2 separate regions of the Triticum aestivum genome follow, and region 2 is linked to region 1. The links are chromatin contacts, called in public Hi-C maps. All regions are on one chromosome and are shown on one strand. Each heading gives the region's core, a stretch centred on a gene start, on an enhancer-like site or on the middle of the called end of the contact. The rest is flanking DNA. Distances are from core to core; before and after follow the strand shown.

Evidence for each region. A called contact is a pair of places that touch in the nucleus more often than the background predicts.
Region 2: a Hi-C map of leaf shows a contact between it and region 1, with 9 times the contacts expected there. The contact joins the promoter of LOC123156803 here to the promoter of LOC123161118 in region 1. A contact is called at or near these places in 2 of 5 Hi-C or Micro-C datasets (both in leaf).

What each region holds. Positions count from the first base shown.
Region 1 is chr7B:236,016,169-236,023,074 of IWGSC CS RefSeq v2.1, forward strand. LOC123161118 (OVARIAN TUMOR DOMAIN-containing deubiquitinating enzyme 1) reads right to left here and starts at 4,986. Exons shown (of 8, transcript XM_044578971.1): 1 at 4,484-4,986; 2 at 3,602-3,667; 3 at 3,403-3,486; 4 at 3,206-3,328; 5 at 2,489-2,541; 6 at 2,271-2,320; 7 at 2,095-2,195; 8 at 649-1,212. The coding sequence starts at 4,984. The coding sequence ends at 940. LOC123161117 (O-fucosyltransferase 13) reads left to right here and starts at 4,857. Exons shown (of 6, transcript XM_044578968.1): 1 at 4,857-5,397; 2 at 5,485-5,576; 3 at 5,672-5,739; 4 at 5,993-6,081; 5 at 6,183-6,404. The coding sequence starts at 5,258.
Region 2 is chr7B:236,877,971-236,884,876 of IWGSC CS RefSeq v2.1, forward strand. LOC123156803 (chitin elicitor receptor kinase 1) reads left to right here and starts at 3,679. Exons shown (of 11, transcript XM_044574988.1): 1 at 3,679-4,529; 2 at 6,685-6,720. The coding sequence starts at 3,872.

The DNA.
Region 1 (6,906 bases), core at 3,736-6,235:
GCATCATTGACCCCAATTTTTTTGCTCCTGCGGCCACCCAAAGCGCCACATTCTTCTTGAGATTATCTAGGAGAACCATCGGCAGCGCGTTCTTTTGACAGAAGACGTGAACATTTCGCTCATTTCAGATTGGTCCAGGAGGCAAGCATGACAAGGGAGGCCATGACCTTCCTATTTGGCAAGGAATTGTCGGAGAGCCTAATCCACCAATCCTTAGTGGACCAAAAGAGGTGCCAGGAAGAGGTGTCAAGGTGATCAAGCTGCAGCCATGCCTTGATCATGCCCCAAACTCTGACCATGAACCTACACTTGAAGAGAAGGTGGTCGACGGACTCTTGCACCTGCTTGCAAAGATATCACCAATTCTAGAAATGTCCATCGTGTAGAAACAAACATGAAAACTAGCGATTTCATGGTCAAGATGACATCCCTTCCTATGTACACCTTCTGTTCCCAAATATAAGACGTTCTGGGAGTTCAATTTAAACTGCCAAAATGTCTTATATTTAGGAACAGAGAGGTAGTACATGCTAATGAGATAATGGACAGCACCCAGGCATCAACCTGGAGCATGTCCCAATTCAATGAGTTATGAACAAAAGAAACTGATTGCTGAGATGAAGCATTACGATGCAGAGGAGTAAATAATTCAAGGAAAAACAAGAACCACGATTAGTCACGATATCCAGAGGTCTTCTCAACAGTCAACCACAATGTTAAATCGTTGTGCTAGAGCACACTTACAACAAGGAAAACTTCGAATTTGAGGGCAGTGACAAGTAAAGCATGCTATGATTACGCCCCAAGAACACACAAGTTCCCTCTTGTAAGGCCGCCTTTGGCAGCATGCAGGAGCAACACAACTACACGGTTCTAGACAACGTTTTCTCAACCTGAATTCATGGGAAAAATCAACCTTGGTGTTTCATCAGCCAGAGATCACTTTGGGTAGAGAATATCATAGTGACCAGGCCGGTAGAGCAGAGTAATGTAAGGTTTCTCCTCAGCCGGATTTAATCCCATTGCAGCATCACCTTCAGAGGAATTGGTTGCAGGGATGAAATCATGGTGGTTCACGCTTAGATTGCCTGTGTCACAAGAGCTTCGGTCTAGGTACATCACGCGGATTGGCACCCCTAACGCATCTGACAGAGCAATAATGTGCACATGGTCGCTTTCCTCGCCCATTGGCTCCACAGAAGACTTGCAAAACTGCAATGCGATTTACAAATCAGGGTCAGTCCCTCGACTGCATATCTATGGACAGCAGACAACTTAACTGAAGTTTAATTAAAACATGTAGGATAGCACCACACAAACACAGGTGAATACATTATCTCTTGTCCTAACATGGCTAAAACCATGGAATAGGAAAAGATAGGATAATACATTATGGGAAGTTAAATTCTACAGGAATTCAAATGCTGGCACAAAGTAGAAGTTGTTCGGCTGCACCACAGGATAAGAACATGAACTTTCTCGAAAGCTTAGGTGTTTGCCATAGTTGTCTTATAAACAAAGGGAAAATTCTTTTGGAACTGAATGCAAAATAGTCCATAGGAAAAATTCTGATGGTTACCAATCCTCCAAATCAAAAGGCTCCAGATGAAATATTCGTAAGGAATAAAATCCTCCGAAATTCCTCATCACAGAGGCCTATCCCTCGAAGAATAGTCCACTGCTTACAGAGCTGCTAATCTATCCTACTCACATGATATCTAGTGTTAGCTTTGTGTAATAATTCTAAAGGAAACTGGCCCTGTACTCCTGTAGGAATACTGCCTACGAACACAAACCAAGGCACCATACCTAACTAATGGTTAAAAACCCATACTAAATGGCATACTATAATCTCACCAGTCAACCTGTTTAGCAGCATTTAAGGCTGGGGCATGGAGTGAAACTATTGCAAGAACACTCTTGATTTCCACAATTCACATGCAATGCAAAACGACAACTCCCAATCAAATAGACTTACACGACAAACAGGACAGTGCATTACATGTTGACAAGGGGTATATACATGACTACTGGTACAATGTCTATGTTCCCACGACCCAATGTTGCATACAAGAACAAAGCAAAGAAGCTAACCTGAGCCACGGTCGAATTTGTCAAGCCAGAAATAAATGGTTCAAAGAACTCAGCCCTCCTTTGAATTTCACCAGAGGTAACAAACCTAAAGAACATGACAACTAAAGAAGACACAATAAGAAAATAGTGTTATCATAGTCAAGAAAGATACATCATAAATATCTGATTGTACAAACCATAATCAGAAGTCGTTTGATCCCTGGTTCTTTCTAGAAGTTCTTCAGGCCTAAGGATACAAGAAAACAAAACAGATTCACCACAAAAGCAAAACTCTGATAATGGCCATGCCATACAATGTGAACAGTTAAAAAATGCCTCTTCCAACAACACTTATTTCCTTTTGTTCATATGAGATTATGCCTTAAGGAGACAAACACAACTATAGAATATTTACCCAATAGAAGTTTCATGCCCCTGCAGAACATTTTGCAGCTCCTCAATGAACATCTGAGGATAACAATGGAGAAAAATATTCAGCAAGGACTAAGGAGGCAAATTATGAGTCCAGGGAGTATTTAACAAAACAATAATTCTATTTTTCAAATACAGATTAATCGGCAAGGCTCAAGTTCTTCGATATGAGCATCTCTACTTACCCATCATTTTCAACCAATGCATATCATATACCAACAGAGCTCCCAACAAAACCATAAAACATAATAAAGACCATTTCGCTGGGCACAATGCATGGCATTCAGAAAGACAGTGTATAATATTTAGTTATTAACAACTAAGAATACTGTATATATCTCAGCGGACTTTACTCATAAAGAGCAACAAACCAATGCATTCATCAAGGGATTGAAGAAAAGGTGTGCAGTATGCTTACTTAGATCAACAGTTGTGACAGTTAACAGTGCACAGGAGTTACAGGCAGGCATTTACTTTATTTTTCATTACAGAAAAAAACCCGCAAGTTCCTGATTACCAACGAGTCATCTAGCAAATTCCCCAGAGACGCATAGAAGGAATTGCAAACAAGTGCACATAGACAGAAGGGGCACATCTAAAAGCTATTCAAGTGAGGAAGATCAGATGGAGTGGAGCAAAAAGTGATACAGAATGGGGCAACTAAGGAGAGATGCAAAAAGCAAACATTGCATAGACTTACAGAGAAGAAGTCTTCAAAAGTGAATTCAATGTATCCAAGACCCGAAAGTGTCTTCTTGCACTGTTCAATGTTTTTTAGGATGCGCTCAACCTCAGCTCTATCTTGTGTCTCAAGGATATGTTCCTAGCAGCAAACCAAACAATCGTCAAATTATGAACAGATGTACTTTGAGTGAAAACCAACACCACAAATACTACCAGGTAGGAGAACATAAAGCTTCGATAAAAGCAGTTTCCATCTCCTCGTGTTCGTCTTAAAGCATCATATTGTTCACCAAGCAACTGCAGGTTAAGCAAGAAAACTTATGGAACAAACTGAAGCACCATAAAAATGGCACACTGGATGAAGAAAAATAATACAGTTATCATGTATCAGAACAAGCAAACGAACAACAACCTTTATTTTCTCCTGTAAAATGGGGCTGCCAGACTGGAACTCTGCTGCTAAGGCGGAGAGAGGTTCCTGCAAGATTCAGAAGATGCCAGTCAGATAAACAAGTTGATAAGATACAACAGTAATTAATATGGAAGGCAAAACAAAAGCAGCAGAACAAAATCAACACCATAAATATACAGATAACCATAACAGTACGTTAAATAGCATTTGAATTCACAAGTACCGCCAAATGCACTTGAGATATCCAACTAGTTGACCGAAATGAAGAGAATAAGATGTTATTTCATTTGACATGAAAACTGCGTGGATGTCGCTCCACAACATCTCATATGGCTTTCTGTCATGTCATTTTTGAACTTCAAACTTCAAGCATAACAGCACATTTTAGAGAAACCCTGGCATAGACTAGGCTCAACTTCTGAGGTAAAGTAGAACCAAATTTTGTTCTCCAGTTTGAGTGCCGAGTTGCCCTTAACTTTTCATAGGCTATTCCTACATTGACAAGCTTGAACAAACTCGCTCAGTCTGTTACCTACTGTACTGCACACCAGAAGATTAAACAAAGGGCTCGGCCAGCCATAATAAACCCTTGATCCTATAACAGAACATGAATTGCTCCCCGTGTATCCAACCTTAGCCATTTCAAACGACAATTGGCCAACGAAACTAAATTCCAGGACAATAGTTACCAGAACCAACATTCGCATACTGCTGGACCAATAGGATCGAATCAACAAAAGGTCTCGGCCAAAAATGGGCACCAGAGTGGCAACACCAAGTGTGAATGTGTGATGATCCCGGCCAAGTATACCACGAGGATGAACAAACGACAGACCTATAGCGACGTAGAGTGAGAGTGAGAGAGGAGTGGAGATGCCTCACCTTGTTACCGATGTACGGTACCTGGGGTCCCTCGGGCTTGGGGTCGGGGTCGGGGTCGCCGCAGCAGGCGTGGTAGTAGTCCCCGCCCATGGAGAGCTCCACCGACACGGTCTCCGGGCTCAACCGGTGCGAGTTAGGGTCAGGCCCGGCCCCATCGCTTCCTCCCCCCTCGACGGGCGGCGCGGGGGCCGGCGGGGGCGCGTCGCCCATGGCCGCGTCCTCGGGGGCCGGTGCCGCGGCGCCGGTGTCGCCGCCGTCCGCCGCCTTGCGCTTGCGGGCGCTCGCGTCGGCCGCCTCCCGCGCCAGCTTCGCGTCGCGTGTGGGTGGGTGGGGATGGGCGTCAGGTTGTGGGTGTGGGCTCCGGACGGAGTTCGAGACGACGGCTTCGATTCGGGCGGAGGAGACCTTCGCTTTTGTGGCAGTCGGAGATCTCGCCGCAGGCGAAAAAAAGGGTAGTGCGTGTCGTTTTGCAGATAAGCCCTTCGCGTCATCCACCTTCATGATGTACTTCGTGACCCCGACATGTGGGGCTGACGCAGCGGGCCTGCGTTCCATTTTCAGGAAGTTAACGCTGTTTCTGTTGGACCACCGCCCTACTCCATTTCCGCACGCCACCTCTCGATCTGGATAACCATCCATGACAGGTGGTCCCTGATTTACAGGTGGGACCTACATTCTGGCTGACAGGTCGTACTTCCGTGCTCGCGGTGACGCCGCGTCGCCGCCGGCGATCAGATCCAGTGCTTCTCGTAGGTAGCGGCGTCGGCGGCGGTCATGTGGTCGACCGCGTCGTCGTGGTGGGCCCACCACCACATACGCCTCCTTCTCCCGGCCCTCTTCCTCGCCGCCGCCCTCTTCTTCTTCCTCGCCTCTCCGCGCTCATCCCCATCCTTCTTCGCCCTACCAGCCTCCAGGTACGCGCCCCGCCCCGACCTGGCATATCAGGTTCTTCTGGACTCTTCCTGGAAGTTACAGATCCCCCGCATTGGGTTTTCCCGCAGGGAGCATTCGCCGTCAGGGTCGCGGCTCATATGGGAGCAGCGGCGTTTGGCGGAGTGGCGGCCGTGCGAGTGGTGGCAGACGGCAATGCCCGGTGAGGCCTTGTGTGCTTCGTGGTTTTCGGTCAGAGTTTAGGATTAGCTTGAGTTGCGGTGATGATTGGTTTCTATCCCCGCTCTCCTTCAGCAGCTCCGTCGACGAGGAATGGCTACATCAGGATAGATTGCTACGGCGGCCTCAACCAGCTGCGGCGCGATGTATGTTAAACTTGGTTTATCCTCCTTGTAATGGAGTAAGACTTCCTTTTCTTATGTAGTGTTAAACTTGGATCATTTGGCCATGCACTGGATGCACAAGTGACAAGTATAGGCTCGTGGAGTCAATAATGGGATCATATGAAGCTTAGGTCGCATTGTATAGAATGTTGTGCAGTGGTGTGCGTTGTCGATTGGCTTTGTTACGAGCTCCTCGGTTGTAATTATTCTGGCCTCTGGTGCAATTGTTCTGCAGCTGTGCGATGGAATTGCGGTTGCACGTCTTCTGAACGCCACAATGGTTCTGCCCAAGTTTGAGGTTGCTGCATACTGGAACGAGTCTAGGTACTGGAGTCACTTGGGGGGAAACGAAGGCTTCTACTGTTGTTGCTATGTAGTGCACTTCTGTTCAAACTAATCATGTGCTTATCGGAATGCTTTGTCAGTGGTTTTGCAGACGTGTTTGATGTTGATCACTTCATTGAGCAAACTAGAGGTTATGTGGAGGTGGTCAAGGATATGCCCGAGGAGATATCGTTGAAAGAGCCATTTAAGGTCGATTGCCGAAAACAGAAAGGACATTTTGATTATGTAGAAACAGTTCTTCCAGCTCTTTTACAACATCGATATATTTCTCTGACACCTGCCATGAGCCAAAGAAAAGATAGGTATTGCCCAATTATCTAGTTGATACCTGAAATCTGCTTTCCATTTTTTTCCAAGCTATTTTGTTCATTGTTCACGTCAAATGTCTCGAATTGTATCTGCTGCTGAGGATCTTAGCATAATGTGAAGGGTGGATATATAATAATAAGGCTGGCGATGAAGTTCTCCACTGCTAGAATTCTTGTGTCTTTGGGCACGTATGTCTACCTGTAACTTAAAGTAGATAGATTGCAGTAATCATTTCAAAAAAATAAAAAATTGCAGTAGTAGGAGTTCCTTGTACTATGAAGCAGATTCCATGAGACATAGTATAATCAAGCAGTGTAGAAAATCATATGCATTAGCCAAATTTATGTTTGTTTAGATGTCTGATATAACCATGCAATTATTTCCCTATGTTTATCTTTTTGTTGCTCAGTGCAATATTGGAAGTGAATATGTTAATCAACCTTTGAATTTGACATGCTGCCTTGATATCCAAAACTGTACAGTCTCATATAAAAG
Region 2 (6,906 bases), core at 2,429-4,928, 860 kb after region 1:
TATGAGGTTGATGTCTACATGTGTTTTGAGCTATGCCATGTCTTCTTTACAGAGGTGCTTACCATGTATTTTTATGATCAATGTGGTGACTAGCACAAGCATGCAAACTAGGCATCGTGATGTTACTGATTTTAGTCCCTGTTCTGCTGTTATTTTGATGCCATGTAAAATTGTTGCTACAGAGAGATCCATGCATATTTTGAGATACTTCAGTAAGGGTGTTTTGAACATGTGGTTATTGTCTATCCATTCATGCCCTTTGTTGCAATTATGGAGTAGTCTAGCATGTCATTTTCGTGCTCTACTTTTGCTGAAAAATGTTTCCTGGCAGATTGTTTACATGTTATTCAATTTTGCCAAGGTTGTTGTAGTTGATCCTTGCATGCTATGAACTTGTTCTTGCCTTGGTTTGTTTCATAAACATGTCTTCTTACTGATGCTATGCTTATCTTGTCATGCAATGACTTGTGGTGAGTGAATCGAGCTTGTTAAGTAGTGTACTTGCTGTTGCTGTTTTGCTAGGTTGAATCTGTTATTTCGTGATGCTATGTAAACCTGCTGCTACTAGTCATTCTATGCATAATCTGGAGATGTTCACTAAAAGTGTTTTGATCTATATGTTATGCTCTATCCATTAATGCCCCTGGTTGCAATTATAGCTTGCTGTAGCTTGTTCATATCTTGCTCCAAAGTTGCTTGATAATATTGCTGTCAGCCTGTTAACATTAAGTTCAGTTGTTATCATGATTGTTTCTAGTGTTCCATGCACCCTATGAGCTTTCTATTGCCATTCTTAGCTTCACAAATATGTCTTCTTACTGTTGGTTGCCTTGCCATGCCATGTATTGCTCTTTGGTGAGTGGTACAAGCTCACCAATATGCCTTCATAATTCTGTTTCTGCCATGTATGAATCTGTATTATAACTTGCCATGTTTACGTGGGTGCCATCATATTTTCTGATCCTTTTTGGCTCATGGTCAGTAAAGGACATTTGATATATGCATTTAGTAGTATCATGACATGCCTTTGTTTGCCTTGATAAGTGCCTATAACATGTTGTTTCATAGCTCTAAACATTGCAACCTGATGTTATTTTCTGCAAAGTCTGAATTGTTATTACTTGCAATCTTACCATGTGTGTTTGAGCATGTTCTAGTGATTTCTGGAGATAGCTCAGTGTTCACGTTTTGTTATGCTTTACCTCTACATCATGCCCATGTCTTTTGTTTTCATGTTGAGATGTTGTAGCATGTTGTTTTGATGCTTGCAAGAGGCCTAGTTGCTGTTTTGGACAGCTTGTCCTTTAAACTTGTTTCATGTGTGTGTTGAACCGTTGCTTCGTTTTGAGTGTGCTCCGTTTTGAGTGTGCTCTATATGAAACTTGCTTGATTTTGCATATAGTTCCATATTATCATGTTGCATCCATATTTTGAGGTGTTTGCTTGATGTTTGAATGCATTTTGCATCAATGCCATGTTTATCTTGTTTTGCTCATATCTTCTAGGCCGTAGCTCCGAACTAAATGAACTTTATATGTAACTTGACTAGAATCTCGTGTAGATCATCTTGGTGCATCTTAACTTGCTGTTTAACAACTTGAACATAAGGTTTATTCAGATCTGGACCAATTTCGAAATATGCATATGAGGACTTACCGGAATTGTTATATGTTGTTCCCGGCCTCATTTAAACTTGCTTTGATGTGTTGCTCTTGTATGCATCATCCCTTGCCATGAGTAGCTTCATGTAGTCTTGTCATGCATCATGCTTGTTTGTGCATCATGTCTTGTTCATGTGTGGTGTGTTTACTATGTTGTGTGCTTCTTCTTGTTAGTTCCTGTTTTATTGCGATCGTGAGGATTCGTTCGTCTACGCTTGGTTCGTCTTCGTGGCTTCATCTTCTTCATGGACTCGTTCTTCTTCCTTGCGGATTTCAGGCAAGATGACCGCTACCCTGGACCTCACTACTATCATTGCTATGCTAGTTGCTTCGTTCTATCGCTATGCTGCGTTACCTATCTTTTGCTCATCAAGCCTCCCATATTGCCATGAACCTCTAATGTTTGACATCTTTCCTATGCAAACCGTTGCTTGGATATGTTACCGCTTTTGCTCGGCCCCTCTTATAGCGTTGCTAGTTGCAGGTGAAGTTGAAGATTTCTTCATGGTGGACAGGATTTTGGTTGGGATTTCTCCGTGATGATCTACTGTGGCAGTGTCTCCGTAGTACTAATGTTCTATCGTAGTAGTGTGCAATTGCGTGTTTTTAATATTTAATGTTCAACATTTTATAGTAAACTTCGTAATTTTGAAATATGCAATGAATCATGTTCAAATTTTAGAATCGAGGGCATTAGTTTTAAGCCATTTGTTACAGAAAAAATAGTGCTCTAAAACATGTTCTCATCACCTATAATCAATTTTAGGGTATTTGTTGAAGATGCTCTAATAATCAACCAACATGCCGGTCTTTGTCTCTTCCCCTCTCCAATACGCCATATATTTAGGGGATATAATTAGTTGGGGAATGTCAAGCTAGCGAAAAGCTGATATACTGGATATCTCAGAACACCTTCTCTGTCATGCTAGCCGACTCAAGCTGTGCCTAAAGCCGCATAGACAAGAATAAACAGAGTTGGGGTAGGAGCTGTCTCTAGTTTGGAAAAAAGAGAAAAGACCCGCGACGATTATTCGGAAAAGATCAACATTTCATTATTGGACACTTGAGTTTTGTTGAATATAAACATGAGTTGATATTAAATTTCCTTGATTCCATTCCTCATTTCGAGGATTTCGCTGACTAAAACAAACAACCAAGTAACCAACCACATCATGCATGCGTCTCGATCACACAACGGCACTAAGGGCATCTCCAATAGATTATATGTTAGCCTTGTTGGTAAAATATCTATGTCATCAACCAACAAGCTATCATACAACTACTCCAATAGGTTGTATCTAAGCTATCCAATAGATAATGAGAAAATAAATGTGATTGCTCTCTATTTCACCTTGGAGTTTGTGCAAAGGTTGTTGGTTATTCTACATACAACTTTGCCCTCTCTTCACATTTATTACATGCCACATCATCACTATGTTCTAGATGGTAAATTTACCAACACCTACTTTACAGCCGTTGGAGATGTTCTAATAGCCTTATTTCTCTTCCTCTTCGACACGCCATATAATTAGGGGATATAATTGGACGGGGAATGTCAAGCTAGCGAATCACAAACCACCGCACGAACGGCCGCCGTCCAGCTTTGCTCCAGATGGTAGTTCCAGAGCACACGACGCCGCCGTCGGCGCCAAGTCCCAAACAATCCCCGAAATGAACAGCTCCAAATGTCACCGGCCGACGTGCCGACGGCCGGGGGAGGTTCCGTAGGCAGCATACATGTATATACCTCGAGAGTTGCTTTGCCATGAATTATTCTAGTACTAGTGCTAATTTAATCCAGAAGCGAACGTGTAATCGCATTACAATAGTGCATCAGGTTAGAGCCTAATAATGTCGCAATTAGCAGTACGCGCGACGGGAACATTCCCCCCGGATGGGACACCACCCCGTGCCCAGCGGGACCTGAGGAATTTCGTAGCACGCTTCGTTTGACCGCGCGGCAACAGCAGCCGCCGCGCTTCCCCCGGCACGACCGCGTCCACCTCCCGCTGGCTGTTTCGCCCAGACCCGCCAGTGAAACGCCGTGGCCTAACTGCCGACTGCCCGCGGCCGCGACGAGTCAAACTCCCCGACGCGTCAGCGTCTTCTCCCCCTCGCTCCCAGTCCATCCCCTCTGGCTACAGACTGTCGAATGATGCCAAGCTTCCTCCGCCCCTCCCGCTAGGGTTCCGCCTCCGCGCCACTCCGCCATGGAAGCTCCGCTACTCCCCCTTTTCCTGCTCCTCCTGGCCGCCGCGGCGGGCCCGAACACGGTCACCGCGGCGGGGGACGGCTGCAGCCGGGGCTGCGACCACGCGCTGGGCTCCTACTACGTCGCGTCCAACCAGAACGTCACCTACATCGCCAACCTCTTCGGGTTCTCTGACTACCGAGTGCTCGGCAAGTACAACCCCGGGATCCCCAACCTCGACTTCGTCGCCGCCGGGGACCGCCTCAACGTCCCCTTCCCCTGCCAATGCATCGCGCCGCCGTCCGCCCCGGCCTCCACCTTCCTCGCCGCCCCCATCCCCTACAAAGTCACCACCGGAGACACCTACATCAGCATCGCCGACCAATTCAACAACCTCACCACCCCCGCCTGGCTGCAGGCCACAAACACCTACCCGGCCAACAATATCCCCGACGTCGGCTCCGTCAACGTCACCGTCAACTGCTCATGCGGCGACCCTGGGATTTCCACCGCTTACGGCCTCTTCCTCACATACCCGCTCAGGGACAGAGAGACCCTAGCCTCTGTCGCCGCCAATCATAGCTTCTCGTCCTCTGAGCAGATGGACCTGCTCAGAAAGTATAACCCCGGGATGGATGGTGTCACCGGGAGCGGCATCGTGTATATCCCAGCCAAAGGTGAGGCTTCACAATTCCCTTATAGATTTAGCTGACTCAACTGTGGCGTGCAGTTTCAGTTAAATTGAATTGAATTCAAATAATGCTGCTATTCGGATTGAATTGTGGGGATACATTGCTCTAGAGAAGTGCGGTGTGCAGTTTTATGCTCAGTTGTAGAGTGATAGTGGTGCTTTGTTCAAAATTCCTTATGAAGTTATAAAATGGGCACCAGAAACCGTTTTGGATTCTCAAGTTCGAGCTATATTAATGTTTGTGGGTGTAGAATGAACCGATTGGACTCTGGTTATGATGCCGACCACATATATTTCTTCCTTCATGTGCCATTTTGTTGCAACATATTGATTGATATTGCTCTGTGTTGCTGATTCTGTAGGTTGGGTCATGCCAATTCTGCATACTAGATGATACCCCACGCGTTGCCACGGAATTGGATATATAGTTTCTAAATATTGTGTAGAATACTAATTAAGTCCTTACATTTAAACTATGTGAGAAATTTCTGCATAAGCAAAAAAAAATCTTAATATGAAAAGTTGTGCATGTCACAATTAAATGCAACAACAACAACAACAAAGCCTTTAGTCCCAAACAAGTTGGGGTAGGCTAGAGGTGTAACCCATAAGATCTCGCAACCAACTCATGGTTGTGGCACATGGACAGCAAGCTTCCACGCACCCCTGTCCATGGCTCAGTGGCGGAGCTATGTGTAAGTCTGGGGGTGCTGTGGCCCCCCCAACTTTGGACCAAACTATGAAGATTTTTTTTTGAGGAAAGGGCTTAGATGAGAATTTTTTAGCAGTTTACACCCTCAAACACCCACGATTTAGCCTTGGCCCCCCCAGCAGTTCCTACCTAGCTCCGCCAGTGCCATGGCTAGTTCTCTGGTGATACTCCAGTCCTTCAGATCTCTCTTTACGGACTCCTCCCATGTCAAGCTCGGTCTACCCCGACCTCTCTTGACATTATCAGCACGCTTTAGCCGCTCGCTATGCACTGGCGCTTCTGGAGGCATGCGATGAATATGCCCAAACCATCTCAAACAATGTTGGACAAGCTTCTCTTCAATCAGTGCTACCCCAATTCTATCTCATATATCATCATTAAAAACCCACTTAAAATGCGCTAATGCATGTTGCATAATAGAGGATTCTAATGCGTAGATCAAACAGATGCTAGTGGATCAAGCTAGTAAATCTACGAAAATGCTAAAAGTCTAACGTCAGATTTTTAGCATGGCAGGTCTAATGTTTTTCATGGCAATTTATGTCGGCGTGAGGATGGCAAATCTAGTTGGTGAGCACAGCAATTTCTGGCAAAAAAATTAAATTGAGGTGGATTTGCCATGCTCACCAACTAAACTTGCCACCCTCGGTAAACATAATTTGCCGTGATTTTTTTTCCGGTCTGCCATGCCTAAAAATCTGACGTTTGCTGGATATTTGGGTCCTAAATCTAACGGCTACAACAATTTTGATGATGTGGAAGCACTCATGTTCATATAATTAGAAGTAGCGGGGATCACTCTTTTAGGTATATAGGATACGGAAACTTAGTTAGAAAATTGCCTAATATTTGGATAATTCGTGAATAGTGCTGCTATTCGAATTGCATTGTGGGGAATTTGGTTAAATTTTAGCTTTGTTTGGCTGACTGAAATGGAGGAGTATTGGGGACTAATTGTCGTACTAGGGAAGTGTGTTATGCAGTTTCGTACTCAGTTGTAGAGTGATACTGGTGCTCTGTTCAAATTTTGTTATGAGGTTTTGGATTGTTAATTGTTTGTAGTTCCAGCTATATTAATGTTTGTGAGGAGCTAATAAACTGATTGAACTCTGGTTATGGTACTGACACCACATATTTCTTTCTTCATGTGCCATTTTGTTGCTACATATTGATATGATGTTGTCCATGTTGCTGATCCTGTGTGTTGTGTCATGCCAATTCTGCATGTATGGTAACTCAGTAAGAAAACAGTTGCCAAGAATTGCATAGTTATACAGAGGCTTAGTATAAACTCTTTGTTGGTTTTATCATCTTCATGTGAAGTATTGAGTCAATAAAAAATTTCCATTATAAAAAAGTTCAATTACACGTTGCGTACAATCGATCACTTGTTCCTGAAATATTTTCCTCTGCTTGTTTGGTTTTCCAGATCCCAATGGAAGCTACCTTCCTCTGGAATCACAAGGGTAAGAGTTGTTATTTTAACTTATATTTCTATCCACTTGATTTTCTTGGTCATGTTATGTTTATTCTCATGCAGTTATGCTGATAAGTATCCTCATCTTGTGCAGTACAGGCAGCCTTTGTCCTTTCGCGAGCTAATTATTGCTTGCCGTTAAGGTTTTTTGGAAAGAAAACTGAATGTTGTTGA